Regions from separate parts of the Columba livia genome. Here region 1 is linked to region 2. The links are chromatin contacts, called in public Hi-C maps. All regions are on one chromosome and are shown on one strand. Each heading gives the region's core, a stretch centred on a gene start, on an enhancer-like site or on the middle of the called end of the contact. The rest is flanking DNA. Distances are from core to core; before and after follow the strand shown.

Evidence for each region. Hi-C and Micro-C count contacts between places; a contact is called where the count stands out from the background.
Region 1: a contact with region 2 is called in a Hi-C map of liver, with 2.5 times the contacts expected there. The contact joins the enhancer-like site here to the promoter of MED21 in region 2. A contact is called at or near these places in 2 of 2 Hi-C or Micro-C datasets (crop and liver).

Annotation. Positions count from the first base shown.
Region 1 is chr1:136,710,620-136,716,190 of bColLiv1.pat.W.v2, reverse strand. STK38L (serine/threonine kinase 38 like) reads right to left here. Exons shown (of 14, transcript XM_065032585.1): 2 at 157-301. The coding sequence starts at 290. Among named protein-coding and RNA genes, the nearest start is that of STK38L, 27 kb to the right of the region's middle. Within about 2 kb of position 3,875, at least 1 of the 3 cell types and tissues checked has an H3K27ac peak away from gene starts, as active enhancers do.
Region 2 is chr1:136,608,588-136,614,454 of bColLiv1.pat.W.v2, reverse strand. It overlaps MED21 (mediator complex subunit 21), which reads right to left and starts at 1,991. Exons shown (of 4, transcript XM_065032633.1): 1 at 1,833-1,991; 2 at 1,396-1,510. The coding sequence starts at 1,979. It overlaps TM7SF3 (transmembrane 7 superfamily member 3), which reads left to right and starts at 3,697. Exons shown (of 12, transcript XM_005507076.3): 1 at 3,697-4,598. The coding sequence starts at 4,538.

The DNA of each region.
Region 1 (5,571 bases), core at 2,626-5,125, 100 kb before region 2:
CAGCCTGTGCCATTCAAGGATTAGCTCCTTGCCACCAAGTACAGAAAAACTTCCAAGAACTGCTGTGTGCACGGGGATCAAAGTGCCCTTAAACAAACATGGCCAAAAGCCAACCAAGAAAAGCTGAAGAGGAGTGAGAGGAAGCAGAGCCAGTACCTGGTTTCTCTCTCTTCATGCTGTATAATTAGGTTGCTGTAGAAGTTCTCCAGCGTAAGTTTGGCCACCGTCACTCTCTCCCGGGTGTGGTTACTCATGGGAAAGGATGTTGTAGTCCCTGCAGTCATCGCCATGGTAACATGTACTGAAACAGAACATGTCAAATCATTACTCACTTGAAAAAAAAAATTAAAAAGTATATATTTTCTCCTCTTTCCCCACTCCCTGTCTCCAAATTCTTAGATGCTACAGAATTCACAGGGAAGACACCGTTTTTCAGATATAAGAAACTCCATTAAAAAGCTGCATTATAAAATTATCCCGAGATAGCAGACGGACTTACTACCCACTCTCTGAAAAAATAACAACATGTTGGCAAAACAAAGGGTGAATCATAGCAAAGAATTATGCAGGCTACGGGCAGCTCCTGTCCACAAATGAGGAAAATGTACCTCCGGCTGACCTGAGTCCAGCCTGGGGGAGGGAAGAGGTAACGGAGCACGGGAAGGAAAAGGGGGAAGCGAGAGGAGGACCAGGCAGCTCCCACAGCTGGACATGTCACAACTCTATGACAATTTCAGACTCCAGAAATGCTAGGTGCTACCAAAAGGACAAGATAAAGTGAAGAAGTAAGTGGACAAGTGGACAAAACCCCTAATGAAGAAGAGAAGCTGTTTCAAGGACAGAAGATAGCCATAAATTTCTTTGAATTTTAAAGTCGCTCAACAAAATTGCATGTGGACAGTTGGGGGGATTTCTAGAAATCATCGCATGAAAATGAAATAATGGATTTGCTGTATTTAAAAAGGAAAACTTCTGTTGCTGTGGGGTTTTTTGTTTGTTTTTTTTGAGGCAACCAGTCTTTCAGTTTGTTTCCTTTCTGACCACCTCTGTGCCATATCGCCTACAAAACGAGCCTTTTCTGGAGTGGCTGCTCATTCCAGGGCTCCCAGCGTTTGATTCTCAAATTCAAGGGGGAATCATCTCATGCAGTTGTAAATGTGTTACCCGTGTAGATATAAAGTACTTATAGGGCAGGGCATACGGTCACTGAGCACCCAAAAACTGAGAAGAGGAAAGAAGAAAGGGTGCTCTCTTCCATAGCTCTCATCTTGAACCCAAAGAACTTGAATGTGCTAGAACAACACTTTAAAGACTGGGGAAAAACAACATCTTAGGGCAGTCCTGAGTCTCCTGCAGCTGGTCTGGGGAAGCCAGAGGAGGTGAAAAAATAAAGCACAGTTTGTCCTGGGACTCATGCCCTACCTGGAAGTGGGTTGAGGCACTTTAGAGAGCGAGGGGAGCCAGAAATAGCATCTCTGCCCCACGCTCATTTGTTCAGGTTGTTTTGGGGTTGGTTTTGGAAAATCATGCAGAAGTACATACACTTCCTTTTGATTATTTACGTAACCCTTCTATTTCACAAGGGGATTTTGAGGAAGACAAATCCCAAATTAGGTTTATGATCTTGAAGCAGATCCTAACACCTTTTAAGGTGAACCAATTAAAAGTTTCATACAGAAGAAAACTCACAAGTCCACATCAGACAGGAAGATTGCTTAATTCTGCTCGGGGTTTTTTTTTTGTTTTGCATTTGCCTGCTCTCCTCTGTGAAGACAGCATTTCATCTTGTGGATTTTTAATTGGATTTGGTGCGACAATAAGATATTTGTTGCCAGAAACGCAGCTGCTGTGTCACAAATAGAGGCGTTTTATAGCATTATGTAGATATTATTTTAGCTGTGTATTTTGGAGTGTGCAAGACGCCAGAATTCTGAGAATAAAAATATATCTCTATACATATACAGTGAGCTTTTAATAGCACTACCACTGCTTTACAATGTTGTCAATATTCTTATTTTTTAAACACTCTTTTATCCCCTTCAATTTTCTGCTAAAGAAAGGTGAGAGCTGTCAACTGTTAGTAATCTTTACTAAAAATTAAGGGGTTTATTCTTCACACAAGCATGTACCCCACACTAGATACTTCTTGAAAAGCTGGAGAACTTGGCTGTGCTCTCCGTATTGAGTCTGTTATAGAACATTACACTTTCTTTCTCCCTTGATAGGTTGAAAAAAAGTATAAAACATGTATCTGAGAGCAAAACCTACAGCACATGGACACACTCAAATCAAACAGAACAACTGCAGATCACATGCTTGCATCTGTGATTAAATTATTTCAATAAATGACCTAATAGAGTAAAAACCCGCCATCTGATCATTTTGGAGTGTCAGGATAGTGCAGCATTAACCCAGGCTTGAAATGGATTAACCTTTACTTAAGGTATAATGAGTGCACTCTAGCATCGGCAAGCAACAGGATATTTATCCTTTGCACGTCTTGTATTCCCGGTCGGATAAAATAACACTGTAGTTTTGTTTCCTGTTAATTTGTTTTCCCCATACTCCTATACTCACAAACACAGACGTTACCTAACAGCAAATCTAAGTCACTTCATTTTATTAAGCCTGTAAAAAAGAGATAACAATTCTGGCACTAGCACACCATGCTATAAATAGTGGGGGCTGACCCTCACTGTGGTTCTACAGTAGGAAAATATAGATGAGAACCCAACCCATAAGCTAGCGAGCTCAGAGAAAGTTATTTAACGGAGAAGAAATTTGTATCAACTTCACCATCATACCGTGGTGTGAGCCCACCAAAGCAGGAGGGGTACATCACCAGAAGCATTTGCTTTCAGCATCCCATGTACCCCATGCACAGCTCACCAGCCCTGCCTCCGGGCCACACTGTCCTACATACAGCACGGCATTTCCTTGAGACAGGTTACATTCTCTCTGTTTGCAAACCCCAGCTAGTTCTGTCATTGTGGTGAAAGAAAACCAAAAGTCAACTCTGTAAAGCCAAGAAGTGTCCTGAACTCTCCATCCTCCCCAAAGTAAATAGAAAAGAGCACAGACCTGGCAGGAGACACAAGGCACCCCACAAAATCTTATGTCAACTCACAGCCGAGAAAACCTCTTCATTGTTTTTCCCCCTGCCTCTCTGCTTCTACTACCAAACCCCCAAACAAAGCACAAAACCACACATCCCAGACAAAACATTAATTTGGGAGCAACCAAATAAAATCCCGAAATATGACCTTTATGAACAAATTATGCCGGAGAGGGTGGGGATGAGAAGGAAGAAGCTTCAAAATGGGGCCTTTTATTGACAGCACACTACTTCTACTGACCTCAGCACTTTAACGGGAATGGTTTGAAAAGGTGCCACCCATAGTTCTTGGAAATTCCCTCAAAAAACTACTAATTCACCCAAACTCATGCCATTTGCATAATGGAACCATTCTATTCCTGCTGCATCACCAGCCTTGCTTCAGGCTCTTTCATCCACGATGACAGTCATACTAAGCAGACAGATGCATTTGGCCAAAACTCCTTTGGCTGATGAGGACTGAAGACCTTTCTTTCCAAAGAGCCTGTTACTTTGGAAAACATGATTCACCACCGGCTGTGAATGAGAGAGACATCAAACCAACAGGAGACATGGAGCAGCGTGCAGCCCACAGGACAACCTCTCGGAGCTGCCAGGAGCAGAGATGCCATATGTGCTGCTTGGCCCAGAAATCGAGCCTGTGCCTCCTGGTTGGATGGTTGAATGCACAGCACGAGCATTTCTCCTGATGCCAGCTCTGTGCAGCAGCAAGCACCCATGGCGTGGGCAGAGGAGACAGAGGGGTGTGGAGTGACCAAGGGACATCTTGCCCCAAGAGGCAGGTGGGACAGTAGCACAGCAGGGAGGAGATGAAAGGTGTTCCCGAAGGACAAGGGAGAGCAGGGTACAGCAGCCCCAGTGCTTACAAGCAGGAGTTTTCAGGAGTAAGTCTGCCCTGACCAACCATCTCCCTTCTGATAGGAAAATGCTGCCTGGTCCAAGCATATGTTTTATCTTTTTATTCCCAGATCTTTCCTGATTGGGAAGCAGACAAAGGCCAAGCAGTGTTTACTACAACTTCACTCTGTGCTCCCATCTATCAGAACAGCTCTAAGTCAAACCCTTGGTCAATTTTCCTGAAAGCATTTCCACTGTTGAAAACTTCACATCCAGCTTCTGCTACACAACTGGTAACTCAAAACTCCTGCCTGTCCTCTCCAGATGCTTCTTGGCAGCTCCCACAGTCCATTATTAATGTTTTCATATTAGACTATTGTATTCAGGCTGTGGTAATCAGAGCAAAATCACTAAGGCATCCAATCCTACCTGCTACAACTCAGAAGAGGAGAAGCTGAAGAAATCAAGGCACCTAGAGAACTGTTAAGCCTCTGAAAAAAATGCTTGGCAGCTTGCAGGATCATTTTCTAATCAGGAAAGGATGAGAACACAAAATCCAAGCCTCTCGCACATCTCCGCAGCTCCATTTCAGGACATCCAGAGTGTGCGAAGATGAGAGCAAGCACAGAGCTGTCATTTTGCAGGAAGGAAGGATGGAGGTTTGACACCCTCAGTAATTTACAGCCTATTTCTACATATCCAAGTAGCTCTGGACTTTAAAGAAAAAAGGATAATGAGGGATGAAACAGCATCCCAACACAGATGTGCTACAAGATCTCTAGAAAGTTGCTTAATTATCCAACGGCATACTTCCCAGACCGTAAAACTGAGCAACAGGACAGGGATGTGGAGTAGAGCATAATCATAACCCTTCACATCACCAAAGATTTGAACTGTAGTGATGGTGAAGATTCAAATACTACTATAAGAAAAACAAAACGCACCAAAACCCAACACCCCTCCCAAAGCAGTTAAGTTCATAATTTCAGGTCCTTCTAGCATCTTCTTCCAACCTTCCACATTTACTTTTTAAATGATTTCTCACTTCGGAGAGTATAATAAATATGTGAGAGTATGCTACAAGAAGTGAAAACTGAAACCAACCTTTCCTGCTATTATTAGAGGGTTTCACTTTTCTTGGGATGCTACAGTAACCCATGCGATAAATTCTTGTGTTCTCTTACACAGATTGCCAGAAAAAGAGCAAGTCTGTACCAGTTAGACAGTGGTGGGGATCATAACTGGGATTCACTTCCATAAGAACAGATCTGAAGATGCCAGTCTCTTTACAGACAAGTCTCCTGCACAACTGTGTTATATCATATAGCTTGTTCTTCCTGTCAAATAAGGCTGGACCTACACTATCAAATTAATCTGGACCTAAGCCACACAATGGAAATATTCTTATTTTTGAAAACATGCATATAGTATAATTATACAGCAGCCCTAGAATAAATTTACTCTGGACTCATTACTCAGTGCGTATTTAAGATACAGAACAAACACCACATACAGTTCTATTGGAGAGAAAAGCACATTTGTTTGGGGTTTTTTTCCATGTGACAGAACAATGCTACTTATGTCATGCTGCTGGTTCTCTGATTTGGATTTAAAATGTA
Region 2 (5,867 bases), core at 742-3,241:
TTGTTTATGTTGGTTGGTTCACGAATGATTTGTGAATGCAAAAGAGAAAATACTTTCTAATAGCAAAAATCTGTAGGAAAGACTGGCATTCACCAAGGTATGCTTGACTTCAACTTCCAAAAAAAGAACCCACAAACAACAACACAAATGTATCCATTCTTCATGGAAAGGGTTGTCAGGCACTGGAACAGGCTGCCCAGGGAAGTGGTGGAGTCACCATTCCTGGAGGTGTTTAACAGACATATAGATGAGGTTCCTGGGGACACGGTTTAGAGCCAGTGTTATGTTATGGTTGGACTCGATGACCTTGAGGGTGTCTTCCAATCTAAGCAATTCTATTATTTAAAGTTTACTCAGGGTCACCACAGGGTTTATATCTATAGAAACATAACAGGTAGTTTTGTTTTGCCTCATCAGCATTGCTAACTTGGCTGTATGATTCTACACTATATTCAAAATTTTAAGAAAAGACAGATCAAAAGAGAAGTCCTAAGGCCTTAACAAAGCCTCTGGCTCCTGGCACCACACTGATCCAGCGCCTGGGACAGCAGCAGGGAAGCAAACAAGCCTTTCAGCTGCTCACCCAACTAATTCCAGTATCAGAGAGCACCAGCATCAGCTACAGAGCAAGGAAGAACTAGTATTCAACTGTCCTAGAAAGTGCCTCACTGCACCCCAAACCAGTCTCCCTTTTTATCTTAAGAGCAAAATCTAATCTGATACGAGATACATGTAACATTTTTCTCAGTCAAAAAACAAACAAAAAAACAAATTCAAGACTAGAATAACATGGTTATTTAAATACTAACTTGAAATTCTCAGATCAGAGACCTTTTAGTTCACTTGCCAATTTCAGTGTCTTAGATCACTTTATTATCTCTCAAAAACAGACAAAAAAGAACCCAAACAAAAAACAACAAAAAAGCCAACAACTAAGCCACAAATGCCAAGAGGGAGATTCAACATGACATTATTCCTTAATTGCATAAGCAAAAAAGTTTATGACATGGAGAATTTAAAACTCATAAGTGATTTCATAAAGCTAAGAGTACTTCTTTCTAAAAAAGACTTTAGGGAAGTAATGGACAACTCACTAACAATCTCTTGCAACAGCCCTATATAAATGGTTTATATCTGTGGAGCTACTGTATCTGTGCAAATAAACCAGCACAAGAAATATACTGTAATGCTAATTTAACACTTAAAATTGCATTTCTGCTATTACAATGTTATGCAGCAAGTGCAGCTGACATCAGTTTATTACTTAAATCATTCCTCCAGTTACTGGTGGAACTGTTTGCCAAGCACAAAACACAGTACAGATTTTATGTTATAGAGTGCACTGTATCAGAACACGTTCACGTTTTGTTAGGAGGTGCAGAAAGACAGACTTGCCTTCTGTTGGATTAGCAGGCTGATCCTTGTTTATCGCCGTCTGAATGTTGCTGAAGGAGGCTGGGGGCCCACACTGCTGCAACACCCCAATGGCGTTGCAGAACTGGTCTGCGAGCTGCAAACGGCAGAGAGACAATTCCTTCATTCCACCACTAGAACTATTTAAATTTTACTCTGCATCCCGGTGGACCCCAGGCAGCGGTCCAGCCCCCCCCGGCGGTAGGAGGGAGAGGCAGCCAGGGGCTGCAGGGGCACCGCGGGGGTGGGGAGAGGGATCGCACCCCTCACACACGCAACGGCCATAGCGGCGGGGAGGGACGTGACCCAGCGCCAGCCTTGCCAGCCCAGCCTTGCCAGCCCAGCCTTGCCAGCCCAGCCCAGCCCACCGGTGAGAACGATGGGTCTCAGGGGAGAGCAGAAAGCAGCGCTCGCCTCACCGAGTTCACCGCGTCCTGCAGCTGCGTCAACCGATCCGCCATAGCGCCGCCGCCACCGCCCACCTGACCAGGCGGCACCCAATAGGGCGCCTGGATGTCAGGTGGGCGGAGGAGCGACGGGGGCGTGACACGGCATGGGAGAGCCATGGGCGTGGTGTTGTCCCCCTTCCGGTGGGGCAGGGCGGGCGTGGGGCGCCCTCTGCAGGCCGGGAGGTGGTCTAGACCCACCTCCAATCAGTGGGTGGAGGCGGGGCAGTGACGGCGGGCTCCGTGCTGTTTCAGAGCCGCAGGAAGCCGCTTTCTGACACTCTGCGCTTTCTCGGCTGTGTTTGGCAGCTGCTGAGCTGCTCGGCTGGGGCCAGGCAGGCTGCGGCTTGCAGTCGCACGGCGCGGAGGCGGGCTTGGCCCACGGGCGCTTGCGGGAGGCGCCCCGAGGGGAGCGCCGCGGCGGGGGAGGGAAGGGCGCTGCAGCGGTGCCGTTCGTCTTGAGGAACTGGCACGTCGGGCCTATTGGTTTCTCTCAGAAACACCGTTCTGCGCGCACGATCGTAGCAGGGTAAAAACGCCTAATTCCTGTGTTACCGGCGCTGGAAGGCCGGTGTGCCCGGGAGCGCTCGGCCTTCGCTGTGCAGCAGCTGCTCTGCCGCCGGCTGAAGGCAGCACCACCGCATGGACCCTCCGCTCCAGCCCTGGGCTGAGTCTGCAGATGGGGAGCCGTGAAAGGCCGGGAATGCAGAATCCTCCACGATCCGGCTTAGAGCCAGCAAGACCCCTCTGTGCCCATGGGCTGGAGAATGAGGAATTCTGATTTGTGCCAGTCATTTAGTGTCTGGCACTTACCTGCCCCTCTGCTCTGGTGAGACCCCACCTGGAGTCCTACATCCATCTCTGGAGCCCTCAGCACAATAAAGACATGGACCTGTTGGAGAGGGGCCAGAGGAGGGACACAAAAAATAATTAGAGGGATGGAACAGCTCTGCTGTGAGGACAGGCTGAGAGAGTAGGGGTTGTTCAGCCTGGAAAAGGCTCCAGGGAAACCTTTCAGTGGCCTTTCCGTATTTAAAAGGGGCCTGTAAGAAAGATGGGGACAGACATTTTAGCAGGGCCTGCTGCGAAAGGACAAGGAGTGATGGCTATAAACTAAAAGAGTGGACATTCAGGCTAGATATGTGGAAGAAATATTTTACACTGAGGATGGTGAAACCCTGGCCCAGGTTGCCCAGAGAGGTGGTAGATGCCCCATCCCTGGAGACGTTCCAGGCCAGGCTGGATGGGGCTCTGAGCAACCTGATCTAGTTGAAGAAGTTGAAGGTTTGGAAGGGACAGCTGGGCTGGAGACCTCCAGGAGTTTCTTCTGGCCAACTTGGCAGTGACACTGTGGGTACAGCCACACAGCAGCAACATGCAGGTCAAGACAACCTTTTGCTACTTACAGCTCCCCTCTGCCTCGATACAAACTAATCCGACGAAAGCGTTTTGCTGATGGCACGGTTGGGGTTAGGAGTTTTTAGGATTTTACACATACATGTACGTTCATGTAAACTGGGATGTGTGTTTTCTTCATGGTCCTCTTAAAAAGCCAAGTCATGAAACTACTGCGCTGTAGACCAAAACCTACCACACGTTTTTTAACAGCTTTACAGCTATTATCGAAGGCAGCAGGTTCTTTTTCAGCTTTCCGAGAGTGGGATGGATGCCAGACTGAGCGTGGAATAAGTGAGACTGATGGCACGAGACAAGCCTCGCTCAGGCTCTGTTTGTGACTGAAGGCCACGGGTGAGCAGTCTGAAAGCCGAGCTGTGAATAAAGAGTGACTGAGGCCTCTCTCAGGGAGGCTGACAGTGACAGTGGCAAACACTAAACAGACTGCCGATATCTCATGGATTTTGACTTAGAGGAACCTTGTTGAGCAAAACAAAAATAACCTCAGCAAAGGGGGACTGAAAAAGGCTGCCTTCCTAAGTGTTGTAGGCAAAGTACAAAGAAAGTACACCATTTATAAGAAATACCTGTAAACATGGACCAGCACTCATCCCTGTGTTCTTCTTGACAGCTTCCTCATGCATTTTAACTGGAAACTGGATTGAAGCAAGCAGGGGAAAAAAAGAAACAAAACAGGGGTGATCCTAGGCTTTTTAGAGCTAGGTTATGACGCAAACGCATAAAACGAGGCCCAAATAACAGCGAAAACACACCCCGCTCCACAAAAAAAAGAGAGGCTTTTAATTTGCTTTCGCTTTTCTCCCATCATGTGCCCATGAATCACCTTCACAGCCAGAGGCGCCTCAAACACACACGCTTGCGAGCCTCCGAGGCCAACGAGCTGTTTGTAGGACAAAACCAAACGGCAGCTGCATTAAAATGTCAAAAAAAGATTTCAGAAATAAAGTTCAACCCTCCCCATCCTGACCGGGAGACCTCCCCAAGCCCCTCACCCGCCCCAGTAACCGCCACAGGGTCGACAGGCGCAGCTCGGGAGAATAAAAGCGGTGGGGGCCGGCGGTTGGGGCCGTTACCCCAGTCTCCTCACGCAGGTGGGTGTGGGGGCGCCGGGAGCGGCCTCCGCTCGGGCGGGTCCTGTGAGGCGGCGCGGCCACCGGCGGGAGGCGGGCGCTCCGGTGCTTCGCAGGACCCGCCCGGCCCAGGCCCCTCCTCAGCGCCCTGGCTCGCTCGCAGCCTCATCTCCCCTTCTTCTTCGCAGCGCCATGCGGCTCTTCCCCTACGCCGTGGTGCTCTTGGGGGTCCTGCGCCATGGCGGTGCCTCGGGTGAGTGTGGCGCGGGGAATGGGGGGGAAACGGACTGTAGGCCGTGGCCGCCATTAAGCGGCTGGAGGGCCGGTGGAGCCTGGCTTGTACCGGGGAAGGGGTGTTTTTGGCCGGGTTGACGTCTAGGAGGATGGAGGGGCAGAGGCTTGCTGCGAGGAGGGGCCTGCAGAGCCTTTTTGGGGGTGTCGGGAGAGAGGCGGCGGTGGGGAGACCCGCTGCTGTCTGGCGGGTTCAGCAAGAGCGAAGATCAAAGTGAAGATGCAGCTGTCTGTGGAGCTGGAGAAGAGTTATACGCTCGTGGTTATCTTAATCTTTGATGTGGGCAGGGAGAACCCATTCCTCCCCCTCCCTTGCTTCTTTTTTTTTTTTTTTTTTCGTTTTTTTTGCGGCTTAATTGCGATGAACGCCATCATTTTAACTCTTACATAGATCTGCCAGACTGACTTTAACTGTGCTGTTGCAGGGATACAGCTCAGGCTGATGAGTCTGGTGTAGAGTTGTATTCCTTCTGAGGAAACAAGGTGGCATTCACTACCCATGAGTTTATATGAAAAAGGGAGCAAGGTTAATAAAACTTTTTTTTTTTACCGCATGCAGGTGGTCGTGGGCTCCCAGCACCCTGTGAATTGCGCATTGACAGTCCCTGTAAAATTAAAGAAATGAGCAAAACCCCCTAGAATTTGGAGCTTGGTTCCTAAAATTACTTGTTGGCCATGCTGATGTAATCTGACATTATTTGGGTTTTGGTTTTGTTTTTTTTTTTTTTTTTTTTGTTTTGTTTTGTTTTTAATTCCCCTATGTTCCTGCAGGTGATTAAAATAAGCATCCAGTGGTAAGTGTACTATAGTGAGTATAGCTTGTGGAGACTTAACACCAGCTTACCTTTTTCTGGTTAAGCTCTTATCTCTCCAAATACAGGAAAAAATAATCAGTTTCTATCAGAGATAATTCAGATATAAGCAAGCAGTCCCTTATGTTAGGGGTGATGCAAGCTTCCTGTTCTTAGTTTTTCTTTAGTTTTAAACTTGTCTCTAATGAAGCTTAATTTTTCAAAAGGAGAAATCTACTCTTGAGATACTTTGCAAGGCTGCAGACAGTGTTAAGAATCAGTCTCAGGTGTGGAAGAGACAGCTTGTCTCCTGGAGTTGATTGAAGATGGGTCATGTGTTGAGTCACTTTTTTTTACAATATGTAAAAAAGCAGAATGAATAAGGAACTAAGCCAACTGCTTTGCCTTGAAGGAGCCTGTTGCCGTCTTTCCTTGCAGAA